Linked DNA regions of Mus musculus: regions 2 and 3 are each linked to region 1. Evidence: chromatin contacts called from public Hi-C data. All regions are on one chromosome and are shown on one strand. The core of a region is the stretch at or near the end of the contact, and the rest is flanking DNA. Distances in the headings are between cores, read along the strand shown.

What was found. Hi-C and Micro-C count contacts between places; a contact is called where the count stands out from the background.
Region 2: a contact with region 1 is called in a Hi-C map of muscle stem cells, with 4 times the contacts expected there. The contact joins two enhancer-like sites. A contact is called at or near these places in 1 of 484 Hi-C or Micro-C datasets (muscle stem cells) and 1 of 9 other capture datasets (embryonic stem cells).
Region 3: a Hi-C map of bone marrow-derived macrophages shows a contact between it and region 1, with 30 read pairs. The contact joins two enhancer-like sites. A contact is called at or near these places in 4 of 15 datasets of contacts at CTCF or cohesin (the NIH/3T3 cell line, embryonic stem cells and pro-B cells), 19 of 484 Hi-C or Micro-C datasets (bone marrow-derived macrophages, cerebral cortex, differentiating embryonic stem cells and 1 more), 10 of 115 datasets of contacts at active chromatin or transcription factors (bone marrow-derived macrophages, double positive thymocytes, embryonic stem cells and 2 more) and 1 of 9 other capture datasets (embryonic stem cells).

Annotation. Positions count from the first base shown.
Region 1 is chr6:108,447,264-108,451,547 of GRCm38.p6, forward strand. All of the region lies in intron 44 of Itpr1 (inositol 1,4,5-trisphosphate receptor 1), which reads left to right. It overlaps Gm35165 (a long non-coding RNA gene), which reads right to left. Exons shown (of 5, transcript XR_869349.3): 5 at 3,669-3,749. Among named protein-coding and RNA genes, the nearest start is that of Gm35165, 23 kb to the right of the region's middle. Within about 2 kb of position 1,733, at least 159 of the 459 cell types and tissues checked have an H3K27ac peak or open chromatin away from gene starts, as enhancers often do. A contact at or near this core is called in bone marrow-derived macrophages and muscle stem cells, where this site is marked.
Region 2 is chr6:108,894,474-108,898,757 of GRCm38.p6, forward strand. No RefSeq gene overlaps it. Among named protein-coding and RNA genes, the nearest start is that of Gm6749, 16 kb to the left of the region's middle. Within about 2 kb of position 2,173, at least 30 of the 459 cell types and tissues checked have an H3K27ac peak or open chromatin away from gene starts, as enhancers often do. A contact at or near this core is called in muscle stem cells, where this site is marked.
Region 3 is chr6:108,738,152-108,742,435 of GRCm38.p6, forward strand. No RefSeq gene overlaps it. Among named protein-coding and RNA genes, the nearest start is that of Gm35359, 8.9 kb to the left of the region's middle. Within about 2 kb of position 2,585, at least 12 of the 459 cell types and tissues checked have an H3K27ac peak or open chromatin away from gene starts, as enhancers often do. A contact at or near this core is called in bone marrow-derived macrophages, where this site is marked.

The DNA.
Region 1 (4,284 bases), core at 483-2,982:
GGAAACCAGAACCAATGCCACAGGAACACTTGCTCGGCCCTCTTGTCCTGAAACCCCCATCACTGACCTCTCAGCACCTGGATCCCTGAAAACTGCCAGAAGTCAAGGTTCAACTGTCCTAGTGTAGTGTAATAGACTTGGAGGAACCCTGTCCCTAAGGCTTTCAGAACTTTCTTTCTCTTCCAAGGCTTCTCTCATGGTGGTAACTCTCCTGCCTGGGGCCTTCAAAGCAGCTCTGTTTACAGGAGCGTGAAGATGGTTGCACAGCCCTTGAGCTTTCTGGATGGGTGACACACTTGTCAGGCAGTGGGAGATCAGGCTTATCTTGAAGCCTGCTTCCTGCTGCTTTGTCCCTGATCCAGTGCCAGCCCCCAGAAGAAATATTTCCTTTCTGCTCGATGTTTTGTCGCAAGTGGGAAACTATAAAATAAGCATTTGCTTATGAATTAATTTCTGGCACACACAGCACTCAGTAAGCCTCATGGTGCTGTCTGTATATCCGTCCTTCACGCCCGTGCCAACTTCTGTGTTCCTTCCTACTAAGATGTTCCCACCAGCACCCGGGGTGTGTGTGTGGGGGGGGGGGGGGAGTTCCCTTCGTGTCCTCTTCCCCGCAGAGGACAGGGGTTGTCCTTACCTGGAATGTGGAGGAAGAAAATCTGTCTATGAACTTCCATGACTTTAAAAGGTTAAAAGCTGATACAGATGTTTGGAGAGGGATGTAGCACTCTGTAGCAAACTAAGGGGATAATTTTTTTTTCCTCTTGGAATACTTGCCTCCATTTGCAGAAGCACAGTGATTTTCATATATCAAGTGACTGCCCACGGCTATTCCTCTGCCAAGGTCTGGGTTACAGACACACCCAATGAAAGTTTTCCCTCTGCACGTACACAGTTAGAGGTGGAAAATATGAGGTGCTCTGAGTCCAGAAACCAAGCTGTGAGTTCAGCTGAAAAGAGAGAGTTCCCTGATTCATGGGGCCTTTCCCCGACCACTTTTGAAGGTTGGGTTAAGAAATGAGTCCCAGCCGGTCTGGGATATGACATCGTACGCTATCTGGACCTATCACTGCAGAGCACAGCGTGGGAGGAACTCATTGCTTTGACTGTCTGCGACCCCCTTCCTCCCTCCCCCCCCCCCCCATCACAGAAAGATAGATGCATGTAGAATAGTGTGATTTGAATCTCTGGTAATGAACAGAAGGGCAGCTTGTAGGGAGATCCGCCTCAGTTTGATAGGGCAGTCACCCTGAAGAGGAGGAAGAGTCTGCTGTGTGAGGGAGTTGCGTAAATGGGTGTTGTTTTTGGCAGGGGAGTTAGAAATGAGTCACTTTCAAGTGGTGTTTTCTAACCTCAGGTTTTATCCATGTGGAAAGAAGTGAGCTAACCCCAGAGTCAGGGACTGTTCTCCCGCAACATGTAGGGACTTATAGGTGGTTTTTGGCATTGAGACTGATAAAAACAGCCTGGCATCTCCATGGGGCATATCCCACCCCACTCCCAGAACTGTGCATGCCAGTCAACTAGAGGGATCTGAACAGTGAGGCCACTTACACTTGCAAAAAAAATACCACCACATCTAGGGTCCACCTGTGAGTCCTGAGAATCAGTGTATAAATATGCAGAGATTTGGGAGAGAGCCTTGAAAGGCGACCTGTCACACAAAGGGCTCTGACCTCCTGAGTGGGACATTGGAATCCAGCTGTGCCCTTGTCAGCCTTTAGTAACTTTGAATTTGAAGGTTTCTCTTCCCTAATGGGGGTTGGAAAACAAAGTCCATTGTGGAACTCTCCAGAAGATTAAACAAATAGCAAGAGGGGAAAAGTGCTTGACCCAAGAAATGCCCTTTCTTCAGGCCTCCAGCCAAAGTGCCTTACCTTTCTTTACCTAGTTGCTCACCTGGTGAGCAAGCTGCTGACAGGTGCTGCCTCTCAGGGCCCCTGCTGAGTCCCAGAAGGTGCCTTGTGTGGCGTTCAACTCCTCCAAGCTCTTAAGACATTCGGATATTAGTTTCTATTGTTTCAGGAAGTTGCTTGTCATTTCAAGACAGGCTTCATTTATTAGCCTTGATTTCTGTCAAACATGTCTGGTTGTTTGTTTGTTTGTTTCTGTGAAGTGGTTTATCACCCAGAGAGGTCTGTAGGCTGTTTTGCTTTCTCTCACTACCTTACTTAAACCTTTCTGACTATATATTTAAGATAATTTTGAACATCCAGAAAGTTAGGAAATATGATTGCCTTTGGTGTATAACTTCTTATGCTGGTAGCCATGCCAAATGAGCAGAAGAGAGATGATATTCTTTTCCGCTGGTTCAGCCTTTTTCTTTTCCCTCCCTCCAGTGCCTTTGACATGTGAGCGTATTGTCCTCCTGTCGTTCTCTAGGAAATCAGGTGTCATTGAGCAGAAGTCCTTTGGATTATTGGCCTAAATCCTGCTCTCATAGACAGCCATAATTCAAAAAGAGCTACTGTTGGGGCTGAAGAGATGGCTCAGTGCATCAGAGTGCTATTAGGCAAGCATGAGTTCTCATGAGCATGTAGTCACACGTGTTCCTCTCACCTAAGCACTGTGAGGGGCGGAGTCAGTGTCTCAGTGGCTTGATGGTCAACACCAAGCTCTAGGCTTAATGGAAGGCTGTCAAAGGAACAAAGTGGAGATGGATAGAAAAGGATGCCTAATGTCCTTCTCCAGCTTCCATATGTGTGTGAAACACTCCGCAGTTCCCACGCTCAAGCACTGACCTGACTTACTGACAATGTGAACTCTCAGAGCTCTATTCTGATTGTTAGTGAGTCTGCCTAAGTGACAACCTTTGGCAGTGTGTAGGTCTAAAAGCATTCAATTTGGCTGTTAAGCCAAGACACTGCTTTAAAAATCGCCAGGCTTATTCATCCAAGACTGACAGTTGTGTTATTAGGAAGAAGCACAGCTCATGGGGATAGTCCTTCTAGAGATAGTAGAGACCTGATATTGTTCCTTCCTGAATGGTAAAATCCCACGACAGACAGAAGAAGAATTTTACATATATCAGCTCTTCTGGCCATCCACAAAGAAAATTAAAAGGCGAGAAAGGATAAAGAGCAAAGTCCTGTTCTCCTCCCTTCCCGTAAAACCCAGAGGCTTGAATAGAGTTCTAAGACCAGACATCTGAAGGAACACTCAAATTCTGCAGTCTCTGCATGACTAAAGAGCAGCAAATAAAAATACAAGAGAATGAGCTAGAAGATAGATCAACAGTTAAGAACACAGGCTGCTCTTCCAGAGGCTGGTTTCGTTCCCAGCACCCACATGGCAGCTTACAACTACCTCTAACTGGTTCCTGGTGATCTGACACCCTCTTCTGGTCTCTGTGGTCACAGCACACCTGTGGTCCACAGACATACAAGCAGGCAAGACATCCATTTACATAAAATAAAAATAAAGCTAAAGAAGATGTCAGAGAATACTTCATTTATAAGTTGAGCCTGTTTCCTTTCATCTCCTAGACACACAACAGGTCTAGACTTTCTTCCTAGTTCTTCCTCCACTTCTAGGTCAGTACCCATCTGCACTTGTCCTTGTGACTTCTGAACATGCAGTACAAACTGACACCAGATTCTCCTTCTTACAGTTTGCTTTGGGATTGGTAAACAGTGGGCCAAGGACCACATCTAACCAGCTGCTCATGTTTGTATAAAGTTTTATTGGAACACAGCTGTCCTCCAGTGTCCTTCATGGTTGCTTCCACTCACAGGGGCAGAGCTGAGCAGCTGGAATAAAGATGGTGACCCTTTGTCATTCCGTTTTTCATAAAATCATTTGCCAACCCCCATGCTTACTTGATTGTTATAACTGAATAATCATAAAAAGAAAAGAGGCATGGATTTTATTTCCTTGTTCTGAGTTTGCCCATACCCCAGAGCTGGCAGTTATAGGTTTTAGATATCTGACATTCATCAGATGAATAGTATCTGAAGTCCCAATATATTGTAGCCACTTAGCTAACAATAGGCAAATTCAGGGTAATGAGTATCTTCTCTGTCTATGTGTCTGTCCATCCATTCATTCTTCCCTCCATCCAGCCTATCTTCTGGGGTTGGGTTGGGTTTATTTTTAGAACGCTATTTCCTTCCTTCAGATAATATCCCCTTTCTCTTTATTATAATTCTCTACCTCTGCTAGCTGCCTTTTATCCTAGATCCAGAAGGCATGGCAAAACAGTCATCCTCAGGGAAGTGTCCATGTGGCTTAGAGTCTAGATACCTTAGCTTCCAGACTTGTGATCTGTGGGCCTTCTCTGACCAT
Region 2 (4,284 bases), core at 923-3,422, 450 kb after region 1:
AGAATCGACCTGCAACTGGTCCAAGAAAGGGGAAGCCCCGAGGAATAAAGAAAGCACCAGGCAGAAACTCCAAAGTTGTTTCCTGGGTATGATGTTGGGTGCATCTTTTTCTGGTTTGGTTTGTATCTGTCTGACTGGGGAGAATCAGGGTCCCCCAGGGCTCCATTTGTCTTCTTACAGTGGCCTTTGCTCATGGTTGTTACCTCCACCTGTCATGGAAAACAGTCGCCATTTGTTTAAAGGTGTCAATCTGTTAAAAAGGGACAAGGAGAAAACTCTTTGTAGCCTCCATCTCTAGTGGGAATTCTACAGGTCCACGTGGCTCTGAGAAGCTGACAACAGACTCTTAAAACAACTTGAGAGATTAGGGAAACTGTGGGGCACCCACTGCCTTCACTTTGCTTGCTCACTTCACAAAACTTTGCTACTGTTTTCTTTAGGTTCAATGCACTTTAGTGTTCACCTGTCACAGGTTCAAGGCTTATAATTGCACTTACTGCTGCTCTCTTTTGGAGCAAGATTCAAGATAGGAAAAGGAGTGTTTCCTTGGGTGTGTGACATAGCAGAGGGAAGAAGAAGCCATGGGTAAGAAGAGGAAGGTGGGGACTGTAGTGTTTGTCTGTGGTGTGCTGTGAGAATTATACATGCAAAGGGCCGGGCACTGTGCCTGGTGTAAGGGCATCCTTTAACAGGTAGCAATTGTGATTCTCCTTAGAAAGAGACTCACTGAGATCTGGAACAGTGACTGCCAGTTTTTCCCCTAGACTTGAAGTCCTGCTCATCTTACCCCACCCCTATTTCCTGGTTCAGATGTTGGGTTATTTTGATGAAGAAAGCTAGATGCTGTCATGACTCAGTATTAGTCAGCGTTGCCACTTGCCTTGGGTGGTTTGCTTCAACCCTCCAGGCCTCAGTTATCTCCTAGCAAGACTGTGCCTTCTTTTGGGAAGTTGTGGGATGAACTTAAATAAGTGGCAACATTGCTGTCAGATAGCAAGCAACTCAATGCAGGGGGAGCTTGATCCTATTTGCCTGTACCAGGTCCTTGTCCTGCCTCACATCAATTTTCCGTTTGCTGTTTACTCTCCATCCTCAGGTCTCAGTTTGAACGGCAGCTTCTTAAGGAGGACTTCTTTGGTCATGACATGTGTGCAAAGACGTCTTCCTGTTACCTTTCAACAATTCTGCTATACACTTATGCCTGTATTATGCACGTTTGTCATCTGTCTTCCCTGTCACACCCTTAACTGTATGATGTCAGAGCAGCCCCTCTCTTGCTTTCTGTAGTACACCTAGTGCCAAGCACATCCTATGTCTGCAGGGGACAGTTATTGAATGAATCATAATTATAATTGGTGTGACAAAAGGCTGAGGCAGTATTAAGGTGGGTTTCTGACAATTTAAACTTTCAAGTAGGCTATCCTTAATTGGGTATAATCTTAAGCAAACCCCCAAGTACCAAATTCTCCCTTTTTATAATTACAGGCAGGCTCCGGAATTCTGATGCTTCGGAAATGGGAGGGGACATCCAGTGTCTAGATGGGTTATTTGCATTTTAATTTTATTCCCGTATTGTCTCCTCTCTTGCTGGAATACCCTTTATGAGTTTTAGGCTTTTTCTTTTGCCAACCATGCACCAGTTTTTCTATCAAAAATGACTAATACTGTCCAGCATGTACCATGTGCCAAGCACCCTGCCAAGGCCTTCACATGTGATTCACTACAGTCACGCTTTGAGTTCAAGTCATGATTTCCATTTTCAGAAAATAGCATTGGACTATGACAATGGTTTTTGGGGAGAGAGAGGGGGGTGAGATAGAAGGAGAGGGAGGAGGTGAGGGTGGAGAGAGAGGGATCAAGAGCAGATAGAGATGAGAGAGACAGAGAGAGACAGAGAGAAAGAGAATGAATACTGGCAAGAATGGATATGGAAGAAATGATGATCAGAGCTGGGTATTATAACAGAGGGGTCAAACAAGCATAAAAGAGAAATTCCAAGTCCAAGACGTTCACTTAAGAACTCTGACATCCGGAGATAAGCAGCAGATGTGCCAAGGGTTTGCCCTCAAGCGCCACTGACACGGAGATCTTGGCTGTGTTCTGCTGGAGTTAGCATGGCGTGCCCTACTTAAGGTTTACTGGTGAGGAGGAGGCAAGGAACACCCATCACCGAGAAGCCCAGGCAGGCAGAGGCCTGCAAAAGTCTCTTTCCTTTACTTCCTCACAGAGGGCGACTCAGTAGTAAAGGGACCAGCGGAATCAGATGCATCTTCCCAAGGCTCCTTCACCAAGACTGTTCTTTGAAAATGGGACAGAAACCTCTGAAATGCCAAGTGATAGGGTTTTTGCCAAGGCAACAGAATGCTAAGGACTTCAAGCAAAGATTCTTATTACAAAAAGGTGCTAAATTCTGGAATCGAGTTTAATTATACCTGAGGTATTTCTGACTTGCTGTGTGGGTGGAGGCTCTGCCTCTCTTTCTATTGCTGCTATTATCACATGGCTGTACAGCTTAATTTTTCCCACCATGGAGCTTTTTAGTCAACTTTCCAGTCTCTCCCAGCCAACTACCCCTGGGAGGTAGTCTCTGACAAAGAACTCACCCGCCAACAAAAGTTGCTCCCCACTCTAGTCTCTATTAGCAATCAGGTTATCTGCCCTGGGTAATCATCAGGTTTAATCATTCGTGAGTCAATTGCCAGGACGGTGTGGGGGCCAGCGTCATATACTCCAGAGGCCAAATCTGTGAAGCACGGATGTGCGTGTCAAAGCAACACTGGCTGAAAAGTGCTTTTTGTGTTGGCTTTGGGAGTGGGGAGACATGGAAAATGTGGATCGCAGCTCACCCTGCCTAATGGGAGCCCTCCTGATGGATCCGCTCTTCTTTTAGAGATGCTAGAATTCCTTTATTGCTGTATATGCTATGCTCCATCTCTCAACTTCGGCTGCTCTCCATTTTTTTGCAGGCCGCCTCTGAATAATTTACAATCAAGCATTTCTCAGTGCTTCTGCAGGTCAGCAGGTGCACCATTGATGGAGTTATTTTCTCTATCAGTACATCCAGCAGCGGTTAGCGCTGGTGTGTGTGTGTGTGTGTGTGTGTGTGTGTGTGTGTGTGTGAGAGAGAGAGAGAGAGAGAGACAGAGAGAGAGAGAGAGACAGAGACAGAGACAGAGACAGAGACACAGAGAGAGAGACAGAGAGAGAGAGAAAGAGAAAGAGAGAGACAGAGAGAGAGAGAGAGAGAGACAGACAGACAGACAGACACACACACACACACAGAATGTGTGTGGCATGGCAAATAAAGGCCATATTTGTTGTTGTTGTTTGTTTCCTTGTGTCAAACCTTGAACCTCATTCAGAGGAAATCCACTGGCCTTAATGTGAAAGCAAAGCCTGTTGGGTCTCAGGAAGTCTTTGCTCTTTGCTAGCTCAGCAGCTTTTCTCGCTTGCTTTACTCCTGCAGTGTTGACCTTCATGTTATGTCTATTTTTTTGATGCTTTTAAAATAAGTGACTACAAACACAGTGTCTCACAACACCACCCATCTATTAAGGTCTTGCTGTTTTACAGGTTGGGAGCATGGGCAGATGAGCTCTGTTTTCTGGCTAGTTTGCCAAAGCTAAAATTCAAGTGTCATCTGAGCTCAGTGTTATATCTGGATGTGCTGGTGTGTGTGTGTGTGTGTGTGTGTGTGTGTGTGTGTGTGTGTGATGCAAGTCTTGGGTTTAGTCAGGGCATGGGCAGAATTCAGTTCCCTTCAGTTGGAAGACCTGGGTTCAGTGCAGTTCGTTACCTGAGAGCCTCTCTCAGCTCCTAGAGACTTCCTGGATTCCTTATCACATGACCTTCTCCATCTTTATGTCAACAAGGATGTGTTGTGGGCTCCTCTCCCTACTGTTGGTGCTAGCGAGAGAAAAATATCTGCTTTTACACGCTCCTCATGATTGGGTTAGGCCCATCTTAGTATTCTTATTAAAGTCCCGTCTCCCCCCACCCTCCGCCTCCCTGCCTGCCCTGCCTTTTTAAAGATCGGCTCTTGCTGTGTGGTCCAGGCTAGCCCCAAATCCTAGATCCCTTGACCCCTTGGTTTTAGGCTCCTGAGTGCTGTGATTGTTATGGTTTTGTTATAGTTTTCTACCATGTTTAGTTTGCCTAGTAATCTTGACTAGAGATGAAATTTTGCTATAGCCTAGGTACTCATGGACATGGAGATTAGTGGACTACTCTTAGAATTCTTACATGCGTCCATAAGTGCAAACATAATTTGCATTTGATCTACAC
Region 3 (4,284 bases), core at 1,335-3,834, 290 kb after region 1:
CACAATTTAAGTTGTGACAACTACAGCTAACGTATTCTATACTGCACAACATGATCGGTTTCCTCATCTGTACATCCCTACCTGTGAAATTTTGTGACAGCTGATTTGGGACCACTAGAAGGAGTTTCTACCACTGCACCCGAGTTATAGCAGGCAATCAAGAACTATGCCTTGGGTGAATACCCCTGATGGAATCAGAGTAAACTCTCCCACCCATGCCCCTCAACCCAGCACTGAAAGTTTTCATTAATCTCCTGCTGTGACTTCAGAAGGAAAAACAAGGAATATGCATGAGCCCCACAAGTCCCCTCCTCTTAAAAACACTCTGTTTGGAATGAATCAGTGTGGTGTTCCGTGTTTACCCCCTCTTTCTGAGATGGGAGACAGTATCAGCTTGTGGTGAGAAAGTCCTCCCAGTCAATGAATAATCAAAGGCAAAGCCAAGCAGATGATAAATCTTGGCCTCCCTCCCATAAAGCCACCCACTAAGCAGAGCTGAGTAAATCTGTTCGGGCTTAGCATATTTTTCAGGGTAATTGGTTGCAGTTCTCTCTAATTCTTTGATTGGCTAACTTTGTCCTGGGCCTATTCCAAGCTAATAAAACAGAGAGTGAAGTAAGTTTCTGATTTCGGCTTTAAGTTTCAGGGAGGGACCTCGAAGCATTAGTTCTGACAATGCTGGGAGGAAAAAATAATGTTAGTTCTTGCTTCTCCATTCTGGATCCTGGCAACATCTGGGCTTCTGTAATCTTCCCAGATGGTTTCCTTCTCCTGGGAGAGGGCTGCAGGTAACTTGGAGGGAATATCACAAAGTGCCGAGCAATTACAGTAATTATGGCTCTGCGGTGTAGGTTGGGAGTGTTTCAAACCATGGAGCTCAGAAGCTATGAACATCAACAAGAGGCAGACTCCAGACACTTCAAACCATGTGGAATCCGAAGATACAGGCTTGGACGCTAGTTTCATCAACTGTCTACTGAGTGACCTTGGGCAAGATCTTGACCTCTCTGCACTTCTGTCTTCCTGCCTGTAGAATGGGTGTACCGCTGCCCTTCTCAGCAGTTACTGGGAGAATCAAGACAGTAAGACTCTTAAGAGATGGCACACGGTGCCTGGCATGTCATAAAGACCCCCAAAGGCATGTTAGATTCATGATACCCTTTCTGTGTATGTTGTGCTCCTGGGGCTGGGGCCTTGACATAACATCTTTGTGTTCCCCATGGATATGGGTTGAATTTTGCTGTTTGTTTGTTTGTTTGTCTTTGTGCCCTCAAATTCACGTCAAAGTTCTCACTTCCAGGAGCTCAGAATGTGGCTGTGTTTAGAATTAGCGTCTTGAAGGAATTACAATTTAAAATTAAGCTACCAGCATGGCCTCAATCCTACATATTAAACTACTGTATTCTCTCTATTTCATCATGTTTGGTTTTGTTTGTGTGCTTGCTTATTTGTTTGGAGTGGGAAAAGAAAAGGGTTTATTTTGCTCACAATTCCTGATCCAAAGCAGTGAGGGCAGGAAGTCAAGCTGGGCTGGAACCTGCAGGCAGGAACTGATGCAGGGCCATGGAGGGATGCTGTTCATTGATTTCTTCCTCATGGCTTGCTCAGCAGAGGTGGAGGAGGAGGAGGAGGGGGGGGGGAAGCATTATTCTCCAGGTGTTAGGAATTATGCTGGAAGACAGCAGCCAGCTGATGTTGCTGATGCTGAGGACTGCAATTTACTGAAGAAAACTGACCAGCCATTGGTCAAGATTCCTTCCTGCAGTCCATATCTAGTGTCTAGAAAATGTGTCTGCTTAAAGACTGATGCTTTTGCTCTGCTTTGGGTAAATTGGAATGGCCAGAGCGAAGGCACTGGTTGACACATTTTTATTAAGGCCCTGAAAGTCAGCTTCCCCAAGTGTCTCTTCTATTCCACAAGTGCCCTGAGAGCACTCCCATGTTAAAGATCCTCAGAGCACCTGCTTCTCGAGATCCTCACTGGCCCGATGTCCCCTGTCTTAGTTACTGTTTCTGTTGCTGTGAAGGGACACCATGACCATGGCAACTCTTACAAAGGAAAACATTTAATTGGGGCTGGCTGACAGTTCAGAGGTTTAGTCCATTATCATCATGGCAGGAAGCATGATGGCACACAGGCAGGCATGGGGCTGGAGAGGTAGCTGAGAGTTCTGCATCTAGATCCATGGGCAGCAGGAAGAGAGTGAGCCACTATTCGTGGCTTGAGCTTCTGAAACCTACCCACCCCTGAGTCTACTGGGGCCACTTTCATTCGGACCACCACATCCCCTGTTGAAATGAAGCACAGATGAACAAGCAAAGGCAAGGGATCTTTGAGTTGTCCCCATAGAAAGGAAATGGCTGTGCTCTAGGCAACTATGTAGCAAGGACAGATGACTAGTGACTTTCAGAGTTCATGGATTCTCTAGCAGTGCTTGTCACAGCAGTCATTGCTTCGGAGCAGTCCCTTTCCCACAGGCCACCCACATGACACTGCAGCCATGGCTCAGCTGACTGAACCAGTGGTGGACACCTGACTCAGAGGAACTCCTCTCTAGGGCAGTCAGCAGGCTATGAGGTGGCCTCATGTAGATGTTCTGTCTCACAGCTCTGGTGACTTAGCTGAGTTCTGCCAGGTTGTATTCCGTGCCACCTTTGCTTTCTAGCTGTTAGGAAGAAGACAGACACGAGACTGGCAGTCATGAGATCAACTGTGACATCAGTCATAAGATCCTGAGCAGTCTCCAAGAGGAGTAAACAACCTCTAGTCCAAGCTGAACGCAAGCAGGGAAGAGGGAAACCTTCTGACCCACAAGCTAGGAGGAAGAGAGGACAGAGAGTAAGCAGTGTAGACACCGCTGGATCCCAGACCCCACGAGACAATTCTATATGTCCAATAGACCTTTTTGCCCTTTACTGACCTGTTGCTCTTTCCTTTTTATCTTGTTGAATGCCTCAAAGGGCCCAAGAACCAAGTGACATTTAACATAGCTATATTGCCTCTGGCAATGTTTCTTTCCCTAAACATACCTGATGTGTTGCTTTTGGCCTAGAATATTCTCTCCCCTCCTTTTCCCTACTCTACTCTTTGCCTATTAAATAACTACCTATATCTGAAGGTTGATTACAAAAATAGTTATTTTGTGTGTATAGGTGGTTTGCTTGTGTGGGTCTGTGTACTACATGCCTGCAGTGACCCTAGATGCCAAAAGAGGACATCAGATCGCTTGGAACTGGATTTATGAATGGCTGTGAGTTTCCATGTGAGTGCTGGGAGTTGAACCCAGGTCCTCTGGAAGAGCTGCCAAGTGCTCTTAATCACTGAACCATCTCTCCAGCCACTTTAAGGGTTCATTTTGAATGCCAAGCTGATGCAATTTAGAACTTACCATGAAAATAAACCCCTGAGCCTGTCTGTGAGGATCATATAGATTTAGTTCATTGGGGTAGGAAGACTCATTATGAATTGGAGTGGTTTTATTCCACACTCTGGGATCCAGGGTAGAGGATTGGGCATTGAGCATAGGCATCGTCTGTCTGTATTTCATGACTGTGGATGAAATGTGAGCAGCTGGCTCCTGCTCCTGCAATGATGTCTTCCCCATCATGATGGACTTCTCTTGAACTGTGAGCTGAAATAACTCCTCACTCCTTGAAGATGCTTCTGTTAAGTGTTTGAGACGAGCAGCTGGGAAAGTAACTCTCCTAGTTAGCGTTAGCTATCAACTTGATGCCGCTAAGAGCTATTTGAGGCATTCTAAACTGGGACACTGGCCCCATCAGACTGGCCTGTAGACACGTCTGTGGAAGGGTTTTCTTGTTAACTGATGTGGGAAGACCCAGCCCAGTGTGGGCAGTGCCACCGGGCAGGTGGTCCTGGAATGTTTAAGAAAACAGGCTGAGCCAGGCGTGGTGACACATGCCTTTAATCCCAGCACTCAGGAGGCAGAAGCAGGTGGATTTCTGAATTCGAGGCCAGCCTGGTCTACAAAGTGAGTTCCAGGACAGCCAGGGCTATACAGAGAAACCCTGTCTTGTAAAACCAACCCCCCCCCCCCAAAAAAAAAAAACCAGGGTGAGTGTGAGTCAGAGGAAGCAAATTCGTCAGCTATGGCCCTCTGTGGATTCCACTTTAGTTCCTGCCCCAACTTCCCTCAATGATAGGCTCTGACTTGGAAGTGTAAGGCAACAAACCCTCCCCTCCCCAAATGTCTTTTGCTCATGTTTTATGACAGCAACAGAAGGCAAACTGGAACAGTAACTAATACAGTTTCTTTTTGTTTC